2 separate regions of the Anas platyrhynchos genome follow, and region 2 is linked to region 1. Evidence: chromatin contacts called from public Hi-C data. All regions are on one chromosome and are shown on one strand. The core of a region is the stretch at or near the end of the contact, and the rest is flanking DNA. Distances in the headings are between cores, read along the strand shown.

Region 1 (2,700 bases), core at 16-2,515:
TCTCAGTAATTTGAATTAGACATTTAAAAAACATCTTCAAAATGCACTTGAAACATATAATGAGTGTAAATGATAAACCAATGTATAGGTCAGTTGTCCCTTATTTCTGGTATAGTAAAAAAAGCTCACCTAGTGCATGTTGACTTAATAAAAGGTAACATCAGAGTAAACAGTCTGACCTCTGCCCCGTTTGGGGGGAAAATAGTACAAAAAAGATCTAATTTAAACTTTAAATGGTGCTGCCTTTTTTTTTTTTTTCTGACATGGTCAATCCATCCTGTTTACTCATCTTCCAAACCTGCTAGTATAACTGTCGGAGAGATACGCCCACAACATTGTAGAACAGTTAGCAGTGGAGACTTGGATCCGAGTCTTTCAGTGCTTTTGCAGCAGTCCTAACCAGTAGTCTGTCACCTTCCTTTCCCTGTAATAAAGGTTGTATGCTCAGACAGATTATTTCATGGTATCAAAAGGGCTTTTTCATTGTATTTACGTTTGTTCTCACAGTAGTTGATGGGAGCGGCCCTTTTGGACTATAAGGTAGTGAAATCAGGGAATTATTGGCAAAGGCATCTGCTTGACGCAGAAGACGAGAGATCTGCTCTGTGTACACAAGTCACCTGTCTTAGATGTGCAACGGAGTCACTCAGCCTAGGACGTAGCTGCGTTGTGCATGGCAGCTGTCGTTCTGACTGCGGCCGGGTTGTGTTTGCAGCTGTGCCACTGCTCCGTGGTGAGCAAGCCCAGAACAGCGCGGTGGAAAACATCCGACCGGCTGCTCCTCGCTGCGGCAGCGGGCCGCAGGCTGTACAGACAGGCGTCTGCCGCGGGAAGAACCAAGTTCAGAGAGAGTCAGGGAGAGGCTCCGTCCCCCTTCGGCCTGCCGCCGCAGGAGGCCGCGGGCTCTGCGCTCCGCTGGACAGCGAGGCCGGGGCGAGCCCCGCACGGCGGGGGGGCGGGGGCGGGCGAGGGGGCCCCGGGCGCTGTGGGGCCGGGGCGCCCCCTCCCGGCGGCTCTGCCCGCGGCCTGCGGGAGACGCAGCGCGGGGCTCGCCTTCCAGGCTGACTGCGGCCCAGGCAGGCCGCTCCGCGTGCGTCATCAGCCGCGCGCCTCTCCTCGGCCTATCGGGCTCGGCCGTCAGCGGGCCGCCCAATCGGGGCGCTCGCTGCGAAGCCCGCCCCGAGAGGCCGCGGGGGGGGGGGGGGGGGGGGGGGCTCTTCCTCGGCGCTGCCAATCCGCGCGCCGGGGGGCGGGGCCTCGGGGGGCAGGGGGCGGGGCCGGGACCGGGACCGGGCCGGCGGGGGGCGGAGGAGCGGGGCCGAGGCGAGCGGAGGCTCGGCCCGGCCGCGGCGCCGGCCGCCGCCATGATCCACAGCCTGTTCCTGATCAACGCCGCGGGGGACATCTTCCTGGAGAAGCACTGGAAGAGCGCCGTCAGCCGCTCCGTCTGCGACTACTTCTTCGAGGCGCAGGAGAGGGCCTCGGAGGCGGAGAACGTGCCGCCGGTGATCGCCACGCCGCACCACTGCCTGCTCAGCGTCTACCGCCACAAGATCTTCTTCGTGGCCGTCATCCAGAGCGAGGTGCCGCCGCTCTTCGTCATCGAGTTCCTGCACCGCGTCGTCGACACCTTCCAGGTGCGGCCGGGGGGGGGGGGGGGGTGGGAGGGCCGCGGCTGCTTTGCGCCTTTCGCCGCCTCTCGACGCCCGTCCTGCGCCAGCCGGGGGCTCCCGCGGGTCCGGAGAGCTCGCGGGGTCGGCAGGGGCCGCCCGGGGCGGATCCGCAGGCAGCCGGCACGGCCCCGCGGCAGCCGAGAGCTGCGCTGCTGCTTTGCGGTCTCGCGGCTGCGAGGAGCTGCGGAACGCGACCGAGCCGGGCTGCTCGGTAAAGAGCTCGTGCAGCTCCGGTGCTCGAGGCAGTCGGTGGCAGCCCGCCCGCCGGCTTACATCCGATGGTGTTTCTCGGAAGGGTCTCGTGCTCCCTGAAGAAAGCGGTGACAGCGGTTGCCTCAGAGCAGCTGTGTTTCCTCTGTGCTGTAGTTGGCACGAGTGCCACTCACTCTGGGGATGTAAAAGGCAGAACGGGCCTCTTCTGCGTGCCAGCAGTGCGATTGTGCAGTCTGGATTTGAAATGGCTCGTGACCGGCGTCCTACCAGAGTACAGGACATGTGAGTGCTCGGTCAAATGAGCATCACATGAGCTTCGCTTCCAAGTGCCGGTCAGGCCATGGCTCGTTGTAGGCACAGGGTCATCTTTCATTGAGCTCAGTGCTTGGATTGACTGTTTTTGTTTAATCCCCGGGATCTGAATCCAAGCAGCACAGGGTTTCTTGTGTTTGACTTTTTGTTGGTGAGACCTGTTATATTTTCTTTAGGTTGCCTGAGACTGGTTCTCATGCTCTGCTGAGCTATTTGGCTAGACATGGCTTGCATGGAAAAGTAATTTAATTGGAAATTCCAAAGAACGTTGTGACAGTTGCATTCCCAGCCATCATTCTGCAGTTCTTTTTTGTAGCCATGATCAGTATTGGAGTAACTAGTTATAAGCATTATTACAATCAATCTGAGTTACTTCTGTTGAAATGGAAGTCAGCTCTCTTTCATGTTCAGGCCAAAAACGTGCCGCAGGAAATAGATGTTAATTAGTATTGCAGCTTAATCAGTTACAATAGAGCTGTTTTCAAGTGCCAATTAAAAAAAT
Region 2 (2,700 bases), core at 8-2,507, 150 kb before region 1:
TCATGATCTTAACTGTTTGCATATTGGAACAAGCTAAAGGTTAGGAAGATGCAGTCCATCTGGTACAGTATTTACAGCAGATTATTTCTGAGCGCGCTTCTTTCAGAATTTGGGCTCACAATCCCGAACAAACCCATCCACAGAAGCCCGCCAGCACGCCGCGATGCATGGGTCCGGGGGGACCCAGCACTGCACTCCCTGCTCTTCCCCAGGCTCCCCCAAGTGACTTGGAGTTTCCTAGAGCCTTCGAGGAGATTGTTTGTTCAAGCAACCCCATTAGGTGTTTATTAGCCTTCATTATGGAGTGCTAGAGGGTTAATTAGTTCAGGCTGTTCCTATGGGAGAGGGGGGGCTGGAGGGTGAGGTGAGCTCAGCAGCAGCTGATAGCCCGGTTCCCGGGGCAGCTCACCGCTTTGCTGGATTTCTTTCCTTTCCTCCCCCCCCTCCCTTTAATCTCTTCCCTAAGCAAGACAGAGGCGTCGTTCCCCCATGCACAACGTGTTTAGCACGAGGAGTGCCCGGGCCCCAGCAAAGGCCGGGGTGCCCCCAGCTCCCCCCAGCCCCTCCACGAGCCTGCAGCAGGGACGCTGGGGACAGCTCAGCCCCGTCCCCAGCTGGCCGTGAGGCTCCACCCGCCAGCCCCCGCCGGGGCCACCCTCCCGCTGTGTCCCCGGGTGCTGCTCGCTGCTTTTATCGCTGCAGCGTTGCTGCTCCGGTCTGGGGCACGGCACGGAGCCTGCTCGTTCTGTGCTGTGAAAAACTCAGCAAATCAACCAAATCAACCAAATCAACCAAATCAACCAAATCAACCGTCCCTGCGCGCGTGGCTGCCCTGTTGCGTTGCGGTGCAGCTGGCAGGGGACAAACAACGACCCCCACCCCCGGCAACGGGCACGGGGGCGGCCGCAGCGCTGGGAGAGCCCCGCTCAGAGCCACCGGCGGGCGGCAGGACCCTGCGCGGGGATACGGCAGCGGGGGGCGGGGCTATTGCATTAGGAGGCGGGGTTATAGCACAGTGGGCAGGGCTATGGCACAGGGGGGCGGGGCTATGGGGCCAGGGGGCGTGTCTCCGGTATCGGGGCGGGGCTACAACCTGGGGGGCGGGGCGACAGCCCGGGTGAGGTGACGGGGCGGGGGCAGTGATCGCCACGCAGCCAATGGGGCGCGGGCGGTGCGCGCGCACGCGCAGAGGCCCGGCGAGGCGGCCGAGCGCTTGCGCACTGCCGCTCCCTGGGGCCGGCGAAGGGGCGGCGCGTGCGCGGCGCGGCACTTCCGCCCTCGTCCCGCCCCCGGCCGGGCCTTTGCGGCAGGCGGCGCCGGGCGGAGCGGGGCGGGGAGCGGCGGGGGGGGGCTCGCTGCGGGCGGCGCGATGAGGCCGCAGCAGGCGCCGGTGTCGGGCAAGGTGTTCATCCAGCGCGACTACAGCGGCGGCACGCGCTGCCAGTTCCAGAGCAAGTTCCCGGCCGAGCTGGAGAACCGGGTGAGGGCCGGGGGGGGGGGAAGGGGGCGGCGTCCCCGGGCCCCGGGCCCCGTCCCCGGGCCCCGGGCCCCGTCCCCCGCCGGGCGGTGCCGAGGCCTCGGGAGGGGCCGCCGGGTGTCGGGGTCCGGGCGTGCGGTCGGTGCCGCTCGGTGGGCTCGGGAACGGGCGGGGAAAACGCGTGGGAGGCGGCCGCTGCCGCCCCTCGGCGCTGCGCGATCCGCGGGGCCGCCCAGCGCAGCCGCGTTCGGTGCGAGCGGAGCAGAACGGGCTCGGTGTGTGCCCGGGAATAACGCCTGCCTTGTGGCACCGCGCAGAGCGGCTCGGCGGGCGCTGTGCCCGCACACGAGGAGCATCTCCGGGGTCTTCCTTTGGCGTCGTGTGCACTGAGGGGGTGTCTGCACGAGTGACAGAACAGCTGCGCCTTGCTGATGGCTTTTCTCCCCCTCTTTGTGTTTTTTCTTCTTTGTTTTTGTTCATTGTTTTTTGCGTGTTCTATGTCGTCCTATAGAGGGCTTGTTTGCCCAACATTTCAGGACCAGCAAGGAATTATTGACATCAAAAGTTAGCTCAATCAATTCACTTATTAAATGCTCTTCTTAATCTACCAGACCTTTGTATGTGTGTTAAATAACCCATTTTTTTTTTCCACCTTCATTTAAATTGCACTTTGATGTAGGTTTTGTTTTTTTTTTTTAACTCTTAATGGCTTTACATTCAGATTGTGTTGGAATTCAGACTGGCTCTAATCGTTTGGTGGCTATTTAACAGAGAATTACTGGCCTGTAACTATGAATCCTCCAGACTTTGGCTCTAAACACAGTGTCTGTTTAAAATGTTAGTAGGTGATGCGTCTAAAAACACATGGAAGCACAAACAGCGATAAATGAAGGCAGATATCTGGAGGTATTGGTGAGTTCTGGAATGCGGAGGGTGTGGTGTGATGGCTAAACTTGACTTTCTGTTGCAGATTGATAGGCAGCAGTTTGAAGAGACTGTCCGGACGCTGAATAACCTTTATGCAGAAGCTGAAAAACTTGGGGGCCAATCTTATCTTGAAGGGTGTCTGGCCTGTCTGACTGCCTATACTATCTTCTTGTGCATGGAAACACATTATGAAAAGGTGCGTTTCTTCTGTTCATTGTGTTGCTTAGAAGGCAGGACGTCCCCAGACATCAGTTAAATATTTACTTCCTGGTAGGTTTTCTGTGACTTGCACCATT

What was found. A called contact is a pair of places that touch in the nucleus more often than the background predicts.
Region 2: a Hi-C map of skeletal muscle shows a contact between it and region 1, with 2.8 times the contacts expected there. The contact joins the promoter of GOLGA7 here to the promoter of AP3M2 in region 1. A contact is called at or near these places in 2 of 8 Hi-C or Micro-C datasets (liver and skeletal muscle).

The regions. Positions count from the first base shown.
Region 1 is chr23:164,568-167,267 of IASCAAS_PekinDuck_T2T, reverse strand. It overlaps AP3M2 (adaptor related protein complex 3 subunit mu 2), which reads left to right and starts at 1,265. Exons shown (of 9, transcript XM_027443582.3): 1 at 1,265-1,637. The coding sequence starts at 1,365.
Region 2 is chr23:310,224-312,923 of IASCAAS_PekinDuck_T2T, reverse strand. It overlaps GOLGA7 (golgin A7), which reads left to right and starts at 1,257. Exons shown (of 5, transcript XM_027443514.3): 1 at 1,257-1,480; 2 at 2,448-2,600. The coding sequence starts at 1,370.